Linked DNA regions of Oryctolagus cuniculus: region 1 is linked to region 2. Evidence: chromatin contacts called from public Hi-C data. All regions are on one chromosome and are shown on one strand. Each heading gives the region's core, a stretch centred on a gene start, on an enhancer-like site or on the middle of the called end of the contact. The rest is flanking DNA. Distances are from core to core; before and after follow the strand shown. Region 1 has its middle 13 kb from the start of NXT1. Region 2 has its middle 82 kb from the start of CD93.

Region 1 (6,329 bases), core at 1,414-3,913, 91 kb after region 2:
CCCAGATGGCAGGAGAAAACAGAGACAGAGGTGTCCTGGGCTTGGCCAGGTGAGTGAGTGCAGGAGGTTCAGGATGAGGAGGTTGCAAGGGTCAAGGAGAAGAACGGGGCTGCAGACAGGGTGGGTGGTGGAGGGCTTCATCTGGGTGCAGGTTGAGCCTGTCAGGGCTGCCGAGTGGTGGGATTCAGTGGACTGCCCTACCTTCTTTGCTCTAGGCTTGGCTCCTGCTATAGGCTAACAAAGAGCCTTTCCCAGGATTCCAGGAGTGCAGTAACTACACAAGTAAGCATCCCAGCCCCTGCTAGCTGCTCCAGGGACTAGCTGGTGATGGGAACACTCACTGTTCACAGGAACTTGGTGGCAAGACTGCATCTCACTATCTCTTTGGAGGGCACTCAGTAAAGATACATTTTTATTTGTTGCTATGTCGCATCTTCCCAAAGACATGGGAAGCTCTTCCTTCATCCCCGCCCTCACCAAACATCTGCGGGAGAGAAGCCCAGCCTGGACCCAAGGTCAGCTGCCATCATTTTCCCCAAGTGCAGGAGCCCAGTAGTCCTCAAAAGCCAGGGCTTCCTTTACCCGCTTAAAACCCTCTGTATGTGGAAAAGCAAAAGGTTGTCGGTTGGGTTCCTTCCCCAGCTCTGCCTTGCCTTTCCTGCTGAACTCCAGCCTATGGCATGGTCACAGGGATAGTCTTCCAGGAAATGGAGAACACATGTGGTGAGTATGTGCAAAGATTCCAGCATTTAAACTTCATGTCATGGGGGCCGGCACTGTGGCATAACAGGTAAAGCCGCTGCCTGCAGTGCCAGCATCCCATATGGGTACTGGTTCAAGTCCCAGCTGCCCTACTCCAGATCTCTGCTATGGCCTGGGAAAGCAGTAAAAGATGTCCCAAGTCCTTGGGCCCCTGTATCCATGTGGGAGACCCAAAAGAAGCTCCTGGCTCCTGGCTTCAGATTGGCGAAGCTCCGGCCGTTGTGGCCAACTGGGGAGTGAACCAGCAGATGGAAGACCTCTCTCTCTCTGCCTCTCCTTCTCTCTGTGTAACTCGGACTTTCAAATAAATAAATAAATATTTTTAAATTTTTTTATTTATTTAACAGAGTTATAGACAGTGAGAGAGAGAGACAAAGAGAAAGGTCTTCCTTCTGTTGGTTCACTCCCCAAATGGCCGCTACGGCTGGCGCTGCGCCAATCCAAAGCTAGGAGCCAGGTGCCTCCTCCTGGTCTCCCATGTGGGTGCAGGGGCCCAAGCTCTTGGACCATCCTCCACTGCCCTCCTGGGCCACAGCAGAGAACTGGACTGGAAGAGGAGCAGCCGGGACTAGAACCGGCACCCATATGGGATGCGGGCACCACAGGCGGAGGATTAACCAAGTGAACCACAGCACTGGCCCCTAAAAATTTTTTTACAAAACTGCATCATGCCCAGAAAATGTCATCAATGCTTAAAACCGGATTTCCTGATTGGGACAGCTTTGGAATACGGTGTGACGTTATAGTCGCTAAGTATCTAAAGCATACCCTACACAGCACAATAGGTCATCCCTCAATCCTTGGCACAAAAAAAATTTAAAAATGGATTCTGATGGAGTTTGGTCATGGCTGTATAGGTAATAACAATAAACTTGATGCAGAAAGAGCATATGGAAAGAGATGGAGGGAGTGGAGAGAAAAGAGAGGAGAAAGAAAGCAAGGGAGAAACTCTCCCATGGAGTTTTGGAGAGGAGAGTGAATTTCACGGCTTAGGTCATCTCGCCTAAATTTAGACGGTCATCTATTCACTTACTCTTGCTGCTTTCCAAGTGAAAAACCTGGGCCCCTCACACCTCTCATTCTCCATAGATATGTTCCTAGTCCCGAGTGGGCCTGCCTCAGGCCTCTGCAGCTGCCTGGCAAGCCCAACATGTTGGGACTGAAAATAACAGCATTCGACTCTTCCTTGCAAATCTCGGGGTTTCCAGGGCAACATCCCCGTCTCCACTGGGCTCGCTTGGTGGCTGGGTTCAGCGGGCAGCAGGGCTGGTGGCTGTGTGTGAGGTGAGGGCCCTCTCTCCACCTCCATCACACACCTGCTCATTTGGTCCTGGGGCTGCCCAGCCTTCACCTGGTGAACCCACACACATGGTTCTCATGCCCTGTCGGCTGATGTCTGGTCTTTTTTTTTTTTTTTTTAAGATTGATTTGTTTATTTTAAGGTCAGAGTTACACAAAGAGAGGAGAGGCAGAGAGAGAGGTCTTCCATCTGCTAGTTCATTCCCCAACTGGCTGCAACAGCCGGAGCTGTGTCGATCCAAAGCTAGGAGCCAGGAGCTTCTTCCAGGTCTCCCATGAGGGTACAGGTGCCCAAGGACTTGAGCCATCTTCTACTGGTTTTCTAGGCCATAGCAGAGAGCTGGATGAGAAGTGGAGCAGCTGGGACACGAACCAGCACCCATATGGGATGCTGACATCGCAGGCAGCAGTTTTACCCACTACACCCTGCGCCAGCCCCCAGGTGTCTGGATTTCTAAGATCCAGTCCATAGGGCTGAGTCCAGATGTCGTGTGCTTTTCTCTCAGGGCCACAAAACCCATAGTCAGATTCCTCCTTTCTCTCTGCTGGTTGAGAAACCACTGGCTTAGGCCAAGCCAGTTGCTTCATCTGCAGAGTGGGCCCAGGGCAAAATGAAAAATTACGAAGAATTAGCCCAGCTGTCTGTCATGTGCTCATTGGCAGTTAACCAGCTCTGTGAATTTATTTTCCCTTGAATAAATTCACTTTGGCTGTAGAAAAAAAAAAGGCATGAAAAACTTCAAGATGATTGCAACAGAGCATTAAGCTGACCATGGGGCCTTTCTGTGCCCTCTGAGACTGCACAGGTCACACCCCCAGGAGGCTGGTGCTGGCCCCAGGCATCTGTCTGGGAACCCACAGGTGGAAACCCAGGTGGGGTGGCCAAAACATGGTATTTATGCAGCTTGCCCACGGCTTGCTTCTGCTTGCCCCCTCCCTCTCAAGTGAACAAAAGACTGTGCTGTCTATACTTGGTCTATACTATTCAGCTGTCTATACTGAATAGAATCCTGCCATTTGTGACCACATGCATGAACCTGGAAGACAATGAAGTGACTCGAGCCAGACACAGAAAGACAAATGCCACATAGCCTCACTTCCATGTAGAATCTGAAAAAGTTGGCGATTTAAGAGTAGTAGTTGGGACTGGCGCTGTGACACACTAGGTTAATCCTCTGCCTGTGGTGCCGGCATCCCATATGGGCGCCGGATTCTGTCCCGGTTGCTCCTCTTCCAGTCCAGCTCTCTGCGGTGGCCCGGGAGTGCAGTGGAGGATGGCCCAAGTGCTTGGGCCCCTGCACCCACATGGGGGACCAGGAGGAAGTCCCTGGCTCCTGGCTTCGGATCGGCGCAGCACCAGCCATAGTGGCCATTTGGTAAGTAAACCAATGGAGGGAAGACCTTTCTCTCTCTCTCTCTCTCTCTCTCTCTCTCTCTCTATAACTCTACCTGTCCAAAAAAAAAAAAAATGAGTAGTAGTTATCAGAGGCTGGGGAGCAAGAGATTGGCCACCAGGCACCAAGTTCTACACAGACAGGAGACTTGAGGTCCGGTGCTCTGCATGGCAGGGTGACTGAAGTTAAAAAAAAAAATGCATTGTGTATTTCAAAATACCCAGAAGAGAGGACTTTGGAATGTTGCCCCACAAATCATGAAGGCTGTCTTGACTCTTCCCACTGCCAAGGCCCTGCCACAGGAGTCGTTGGCTTGAGGAAGAGGCATCATCTGGAGTTGATAGCCAGGAAGCTCACGGCCCACCCTCTCTACGGCGCTCCTCTGAGTATGGCACAAACGTCCTCTCAGGGGTGCACGCCATGTGTGCTCACCTCCAGATGTGCAAATCCCTTAGAACATCTGCAAACAGCGCTCCGTTCTCTCAGCTCGGAGATTCCCCGCTCGAAACTGAGCCCCCGAGCACCTGTGCAGAGGACCTGAAAGCCGAGGTCCTCCTTTGCTCCCTGCTGCATCCACAAAAGGCATTTGGGGCAGGGCTGGGGTGACTTCCCTGCTGCATTCCCGCTGTGTATGCACAGGACTGCAGCCTCAGCCCAAGCGGAAGCCAAGAAGCATTTACTGGGAGCCTTGTTTAGCAAATCGTTTTGATGTGCGTTAATTCTATCCCAGTCTTTTTGTTTCAATCTGCTCTGTTCCTCTAAATAAACAACAGTTAAGCTAATGACTGAGGGAGGACAGAACCAACAGCAGCTTCCCCACGTTCTCCTGCAGTTGGATCTTGCAGGCATGGCGCCTGTGCGGCTGCTGGGTTTATTTATCTGCACCCTTGCCAACTGCACACGTGCTCCCCTGGGGGCAGAAGGGGGCACCATGAACGGGCCCAGGGGCCAATCACTGCTTGGTTCTCCTGGAAGGACCGGCCAGGGAGGCATTCAGAGGACGGGCAGAGCCGGCGTGGACAGAGTCTGGTCTTTAGCAGATTTCAACAGACTCCACCACAGGGGCATACTCTCTTCTGCGAATTGCAGACATTCCGATTTTTTTTTTTACAATGCCAGGGGGTGCATCACACATCTACAAGGCACTGGAAGAAGGCAGGAGGGATACAACTGTCTGACAAATCCTAAAAATCCAATGTCTAAAAATCAAATGTCTAAAAATCCAATAGCTGACTTCCTCCAGGGATGTATGAAGGTGAAATTATGCCCAATCAGATACTAGTGGGGACCTGAAGAACTGTGGTGCACCTGTGATGCAGGCATCCCACATGAAAGCACTGGGGTGAGTCCTGGCTGCTCCGCTCCCAACTCAGCTCCCTGCTAATGTCAGCCAGCAGAGCCTCCATGCACCAGGTGCCTCCCTCTCAGCCAGGTGATATTTGACCTCCTCAGCAACCACAGCTGGACGGCTTTAAAACGTGTGCTCATGCTGGGACGCCAACTAGGAGATTCTGAGTTTAAGAGACCCAGGGCAAGCCCAGACCGGGCTGTACGTCCTGCCCTCCAGCTGCAGCCAACTCTCTCATCACAGACGCAGCACGAGGCCACTTTGCCAGCTAGACTGCTCTGGGCTTTTCGCCATTCTGACCATGTGCCAGTGAAGACATGGAAGAATTCTCACACCTGCTTGGAGGGCAGAACATGAGGCTGCCACTTGGACAAGCAGCTTGGATGTTGCTTATCAAGTGCCATGTACAAGTGCCATGTACCCTTCACCCCCAGAATGGCAATTCTGCTCCCATATGAAAAGCCAACTGCACAGAAAAGACCAGACAAACGTGCTCCGGAAACTTGAGGTGTCACAGTCCAGAGAGGGCGGGCCAGCCACCCAGTGGGACACGACTCCCTGTGAGTGTCCCCAGCCACGTGGCCAGAGCTCGGAGTCATCAGGTTGAGCAGAAGCAGCCAGATTCCAAGGACCACTTGCCTAGTGCGATTCCTTCTACTTAGGGGAAGTTATCCAAAAGGAAAACCTGCCGCAGATCAGCATTGCTTGAGGGTCGGGGATGGAAGGGACCTGAGAACTTTCAGGGGTGAAACAAATTCTCTTCCTAAATGGGGGTTGAGGTCAAGGTCAAGTGTTAATCCGGGCTGCACTGTCCACAGCTGCTCCTCACCACTCCTCGCTTCTCTACCCCCTACCCAGTGCACCTCCCAGTCATCGCCTCGCCTCTCCCCGCTCCAGCCTGCTCAGCCTCCTAAGCCCACGTGTCTCCCACCAGCAGGGCAGAAGCCACCTCTGGTGTGGGCCTAGCGCCTACCCTACAAAAGTGCTGTGCCGCGCCCAACGTGGGCAGTGCTGGTATCCCACATGTCAGCTGGCACCGTTGGGCTGATCAGGGGCATTCGTCCATGTGAGATCTGGAATCTGGGGAGGCTCTGGTCTCCTGCCCAGCTCCCATACTGGCCGGGCTAGGCCAGGACCACAGTCATTCCTCATGCTGGTGTGGGGCAGGATCTGTACTTCCTGCAAGATCCCATGATGTGGGCACTGCTGGGCCAGGCACACCCTGTTACCAGGCTGTCTGCAGCAGCACGAATGCCCATCACAAGTAGAACAGATTAATATAGATGGTGGCCTACTCACTGTGCAAGGCCCCATCCCCGGGAGAGCAGGCGTCTACAACCACACGCAGACCCAGCGTGAAACCGTGATGCTGAGGGAAAGGCAGCAGACGCAGGGTGCACCCTGGTGTACTTTTTTTTTTGGGGGGGGAGGATTTATGTATGTATTTTTTTCTTAACGATTTTATTTATTTATCGGAGGGGTAAAATTAGAGAGGGAAAGACAGAGAGAGTTTCCATCCACTGGTT
Region 2 (6,252 bases), core at 3,478-5,977:
GTGGGGAGCAAGGTGGCAGGTAGACACAAGCACAAGGGCAGAATGAGCAGCTGTGCTGGAGGCCTTGTGAGGTGGCTCTTCAGAGACTGGCCATAGGTAGAATCCCCTCTACGACAAAGACCCCTGCATCCCAGGCCCCCACGTGCCACAGCCACAGCACCCTGACCATGGTCCCCGAAAACTGATCCTCGGCATCCACACAGGGTCCATCAGCCAACGTTTTAGCCCGAACTCAGAGCCCCCTGGAACACAAGACTCTTAAACAGGCCACTTTGCCACAGTGAATGACCTCAAGAGCTGCGTTTCTAGTTCAACTAAAAGCCTCTACAGACCTCCATTCAGTGTGCTTTCTGTGGAGTTGCAAGAAAGACAAAGATGCCACCTGCCATCCAGTGCAGAGGGAGCTGTGCGTCTTCATTCCTCTCCTGGCTTGCTGCCTTTTGCTAGCAAGCGAGTAGAAGCCAGGTAGATCAGCAGGTTCCACCTCTCACCCTGGCTTCCAGGGAATTCAGATGTCAACTCTGCACTTGGGTCAGTGCATGGCAGGCTGTCACAGGCACAGGACAGGAGGTTTGTTTTGGCCTGGACATTCTTGCGGCTGTCCCCACTATGCTCCTGTTGGAAAAAGCTGGCTTTCATTCTACAATGTCTGTGTGGAGTCACACAGGTCCTCAAAGTGAACCAGGGCTCTGCCTGGGATTTCTGCAGAGCTCACAAGGAGGTCAAGAGTGAAATGAACAGTTGGGGCTCCTTCTTCCAAATGCCAGTGGCCAAGAGGGAAACAGGGAGGGAGGGAAGCTACAAGGATGGTCATTGGCGGGCAATGCCTTTGCTTTGCTTTGTTTTTAACGATTTATTTATTATTGGAAAGACAGAGCTACAGAGAGAGAGAGAGAGGCAGAGAGAGGGAGGGGGAGAGGGAGGAGGAGAGGGGGAGGGATAGGGAGAGAGAGAGGGAGAGGGAGGGAGAGAAAGTCTAGCAACTGGTTCATTTCCCAAGTAGCTATAATGGCCAGGGTTGATCCAGCCCAAAGCAAGGAGCCTGGAACTCCATCTAAGTCTCCCACATGGGTGCAGAGATCCCAAGCACTTGGACTATCTCCCTCTGCTTTCCCAGGCACATTAGCAGGGAGCTGGATCAGAAGTGGAGCAGCTGGGCCGCTGCCGTGGCTCACTTGGTTAATCCTCCGCCTGCGGCGCTGGCATCCCATATGGGCGCTGGGTTCTAGTCCTGGTTGCTCCTCTTCCAGTCCAGCTCTCTGCTGTGGCCTGGGAGGGCAGTAGAGGATGGCCCGTGTGCTTGGGCCCCTGCACCCGCATGGGAGAACAGGAAGAAGCACTTGGCTCCTGGCTTCAGATCGGCGCAGTGCCGGTCGTAGCAGCCATTTGGGGGGTGAACCAACGGAAGGAAGATCTTTCTCTGTCTCTCTCTCTCACTATCAATATCTCTACCTGTCAAATAAAAAAAAAATCTTAAAAAAAAGAAGTGGAGCAGCCAGGACTCGAACCAGAGCTCATCTGGGATGCCAGCATTGCAGGAGGAGGCTTAACTTGCTGCACCTACAATGCCAGTCCCTCATTTTTGTTTTAAATGATGAATATTTCCCAACGCAATTATTAAAAGACAGGAGCTGCTCTTTCCTCCCGTCTCGTTCAGTGCATCACGCCTGCTTTTAATCATTATCTTTCGCCCATCTTCATTTCTCTACTTCTTTCATTATAATGTATCTCGCACCTTTTTTAGAAACCAGAATGAGGATGAAAACCAACGTCTTGTCCCTTCCTTAAAACACTGCTGCCTATTTCATTTTTCCCCAAAGCCCTGCACAAGTCCCAAGTGTCTTCTGAGGGTTAGGAAGCATTTCCTGTGGCCGCTGGGTGGAGCCTGTTTCCCCATCTCTAGTTCTTGGATGATGGTTAATGCTGTGTGCCTGCGCTCCGTGAGTCAGAGTGCTCGGCCCCTCCAGGGAAGGAAGCCGACCGCTCACTCCAATGTGGATCTAGAGGAGTCCCAAGTTCCTAAAGGGCAGCCCAGCTTATCAGATAAGAAAAATGCTGGGGCTGGTGCTGTGGCGTAGCAGGTTAAACAGCTACCTGCAGTGCCAGCATCCCATATGGGAACCAGTTCGAGTCCTGGCTGCTCCACTTCTGAGCCAGCTCCCTGCTGTGGCCTGGGAAAGCAGCAGAAGATGGCCCAAGTCCTTGAACCCCTGCACCCGCGTGGGAGACCCGGAAGAATTTCCTGGTTCCTGGGTTTGGATCAGCGCAGCTCCAGCAGTTGCGGCCATTTGGGGAGTGAACCAGCGGATGGAAGATCTCTCTCTCTCTCTCTCTTTCTCTCTCTCCCTCTCTCTGTGTATAACTCTGCCTCTCAAATAAATAAATAAAATCTTTAAAAGAAAAATGTTACCTCTGCTCCCAACCCCATGCTGTGACAGAGCTGGTCACACCTCTCACTTCTGGAAGCCCGAGGTAAAGCCTGCAGGTGCAGGAAGGCAAGGGACTCTGCTTTCTGTCCCACGTCCCCACGGTGACGACAGCACCTACGACTCAGTAGACGGCCCACGAACAGTGGACGGTCTCAGTGGCCTGATCCACAGTGTCAGTCATGAAAGTTTATGAAAGGGAAAATTCCAGAAATCGACAATCCGTAAGTTTTAAATAACTTCAACGACAGGACATTGCTGTAATCATTCTATGTTGCTGTTGGTTAGAGTGGACGATCTCTTACTGTGCCTGATTTGTAAATTACACTTTATGTATGTCTGAGCCAACTTCATGAGGTTTGTGGGGCCTGATGTTGTGGTACAGTGGGTAAAGTCACCACCTGAGACACAGGCATCCCATACAGGTGCCGGTTCGTGTTCTGGCTACCCCACTTCCGATCCAGCTGCCAGCTAATGTGCCTGGGAAAGTAGTGGGAGATGGCCTAAGTGCTTGGGGCCCTGCACCCATGTGGGAGAGCTGGAGGAAGTTTCAGGCTCATGGCTTTGGCTTGGCCCAGCCCCGGCTGCTGTAGTGAACAGCAGATGGAAGATCTCTCTTTGTCTCTCCCTCTCTGTGTCTCTCGCTTTCTCTGTAATTCTGCCTTCAAAATAAATAAGTAATTCCTAAGAAAAACTTTAAAAGTTTATGGAAAACATGAATTAAAAAGATAAGTTTATTTCCAAACATGTTTAAATTCATGCTCTTTTCTTTTTGAATTAAAAAAATTTTAAGTTTTTTTAAATTGTTTATTTTAGAGGCAGAGTTACAGACAGTGAGAGGGAGAGACAGAGAGAGAGGTCTTCCATCCGCTGGCTCACTCCCCAGATGGCCCCAGTGGCTGGATCTGGGCCGATCTGAAGCCAGGAGCCAGGAGCTTCTTCCAGATCTTCCAAGCGGGTGCAGGGGCCCAAGGACTTGGGCCATCTTCCACTGCCTTCCCAGGCCATAGCAGAGAGCTGGATTGGAAGCAGAGCAGCCGTGTCTCAAACCAGTGCCCATATGAGATGTTTGCACCGCAACAGCCCATGTTTTTTTCATAATGCACATTTTTAATGAACTTTTCTACAGTCTGCCCTGGAGTGCAGCCTGCATGGGGTTGGGAGCTATCCAGGTTTTAGGCACCCACAGGAGCCTGGGAAACAGGAGTCCAACAGATGAGCACCCTGAGCCCAACAGGAGGAGGGCACCTCCTCACTTCCTCCCAGCCTTGGCAGGGAGATGAGGGAGATTCAGGGAAGAGAAAATGCTGGGAAGGCACAGGACCACGATCTTGCGTCGCCCATGGTCACCGAGCCGACCCAACACCCATGCCCACCCCCGGCTGGGCTGACCTCTACTGACCACCGTTCGGAAGATGCCAAAATATTGACTATGTGATGCCAAGGTGAAGTAGCAGAGGGCGTGGAAGCCCTTGGCTGGCTCTCCCGGAAGCCACGCCCAGGGAAAGGGAGAAGCAGAGGTCAAGGTCAAATGCTATGTGGCCCTCTGAGTGCCTAGGCAGAGCTGCTGGCCCAGACCCCCTTCCTCAGCTCCACCCACGCTGCCAGCTATGTCCCTCTGGGAAGAAGGGGGTGTCCAAAGATCGAGGAACCAAAGCATGCCTGGGGCAACCTTTGTGTCCTTAAGCAGAACTGTAACTGGCAAACTAGAAACCACACTTTCTTTGCGATAGCCCTCCCCAGGTTCTCATGTCGTCGCTGCCAGAGGCTGCAAGCTATTAGGCTGCTGTCCCCTTCCTAGTGACTGTGGATGATTTATGACCCAGCTGCAGGGCCCAGGGGCGTGGCTTCTGCATCTGCCACACACACTTTCTCTCACTGCACCCTTGTTGTCGCTGGCAGACGTGCTGCAGAGAGGGGGAGGGGAGGTCCTCCCCACTTTGCAAATCCTACTTGCTCCAGTGGGAGGCCCTGCTAAGACAAAGGGAAGGGCTGTGTGGACCATTTCCCTTCCCCACTGCTGGAGCTCCTTTAGGACCTGGAAAACAGGAAAGCGCCCAGGCCTTGTTTAGAGAAGAGACATGCAGAGGAAGTGTGGGCAGAGCGGATGGAGCAGGACGGAGAGAGGCTGCTGGCTCCAACAGGTTTCTTAGCGGGATGGAGCTCCTGGCTGGAGAAAGGCCAGCCTGGGGGTGGGTTGGCTGATGACAGAGGAGGGGAGATCCACTCCCGGGATTGTTTTCCAAGGACAATCACAAGGTGATCAAGCACCCGGTGGGATCCAGGGGGGTCTTCCCATCGGGTTTCACTTTCCCTGGCGCCTCAGCTCCCAGCTTCCGGGCCACACGCTGGCAAGGAGCAGCTGGGCAGTACCAGGGTGCTGCAAAACTTTTGTGCAAAATGGAATAAAAGGATACATTTATTCGGATGCAAACATGTTCTTGAAGTCCCAGCGCAGGTTTTTCCAAATGCACATGTTCACAGACGTTTTGAAGACCCCCACAGCACCAGTGCAACCCCCAGAGCTGGCCCACGTCATCAGCGCACCTTGAGACAGTCTGTGGCAGATGAGAAAATCAGCTCTTTTCAGAGTTTATTTCTGTAGCAGCAGTCACTGCGAGACTTAGAGTAAGGAGCAGCCGTGTTTCCTTACCAGAGCTGGGTACCTTTCAAAGGTGCCTGGAGAGAAATGTTTTTGCCAACAGGAGGGATGAGTCAGCAGTGGAAGGGATGAGTCAGCAAATTTAATAAATCTGGATTTGAATCCATCTGACAGGTAGGGGGCAGCAAAGAGGGACAGATGCATGCACGTGGTGTGGATGCTCTCAGCTGTTCTCTTAGAAGTACCTTTCTGAGATGCAATGTGTACTTCAAAACGTTCTTGGAACCGACCCTTGAAAGAGAAGTTTATGCTGATGCAAGCAAATTTTGAAATAAGAATAAGAAGGTCTCTAAAAATGTCACAGTAAACGTGCATTAGTAAAAATAAACATGTGGAGCTGGGGCTGTGGTGGAGCGGGTTAAGCCGCCGCCTGCAACACCAGCATCCGATTCCAGCACCAGTTCGAGCCCCGGCTGCTCCACTTTCCATCCAGCTCTCTGCTATGGCCTGGGAAAGCAGTAGAAGATGCCCCAAGTCCTTGGGCCCCTGCACCTGCGTGGGAGACCCAGATGAGGCTCCTGACTCCTCACTTCAGCCCCAGCTATTGCACCCATTTGGAAAGTGAACCAGCAGATGGAAGATGTCTCTCTCCCTCTCCCTCCCTCACTCCCTCCCTCTCTCTCTCTCTCTCTGGCTCTCTCTTTTTCTGCCTCTCCCTCTCTCTGTGTAACTCTGCCTTTCAAGTAAATAAGTACATCTTTAAAATAAATAAATAAAAAATAACCATGCGCATGTTTCAGTGTTTTGGCGGAGGTAAAAAGTAAACTTCTCTTCTCCTTCTGTGAACTTCCTGTGTAACTGTGTAACTGCACTCGCTTCTCTGCCTCTTCCACACCCCCACAGCTGCTCATGTGAATCACCAGAAACTCACTTTACTTCCAGCCCTTCCTGTTTAAATCCCCTGCCGGGCTCTGTTTCTCCCCTTTGTCCATCGCCTGAGGGTGCAGAGGCTGATCCAAGAAACAAGAGTTCGCGCCTGCCCCTTCCCAGGAGTCTTCCCAGGCCTGCAGACCTGTGTGTGCCCTCCCAGCATCGTCTGAGGAACCAGCAAGGGCCCAGGCTGAGCTGATGCCTTCAGAATCCTGTTAGGCATGGCTGGGAGGCAAAGAGCAGGGAGAATACTAGAAAGCCTTATTTTTCATAGTAAATTGCACGCTTGCCCAA

Evidence for each region. A called contact is a pair of places that touch in the nucleus more often than the background predicts.
Region 1: a Hi-C map of an unstated tissue shows a contact between it and region 2, with 2.7 times the contacts expected there. The contact joins two enhancer-like sites. A contact is called at or near these places in 3 of 6 Hi-C or Micro-C datasets (ear pinna, psoas muscle and an unstated tissue).

Annotation. Positions count from the first base shown.
Region 1 is chr11:47,549,413-47,555,741 of mOryCun1.1, forward strand. No RefSeq gene overlaps it. Among named protein-coding and RNA genes, the nearest start is that of NXT1, 13 kb to the right of the region's middle. Within about 2 kb of position 2,664, at least 1 of the 8 cell types and tissues checked has an H3K27ac peak or open chromatin away from gene starts, as enhancers often do.
Region 2 is chr11:47,456,209-47,462,460 of mOryCun1.1, forward strand. No RefSeq gene overlaps it. Among named protein-coding and RNA genes, the nearest start is that of CD93, 82 kb to the left of the region's middle. Within about 2 kb of position 4,728, at least 1 of the 8 cell types and tissues checked has an H3K27ac peak or open chromatin away from gene starts, as enhancers often do.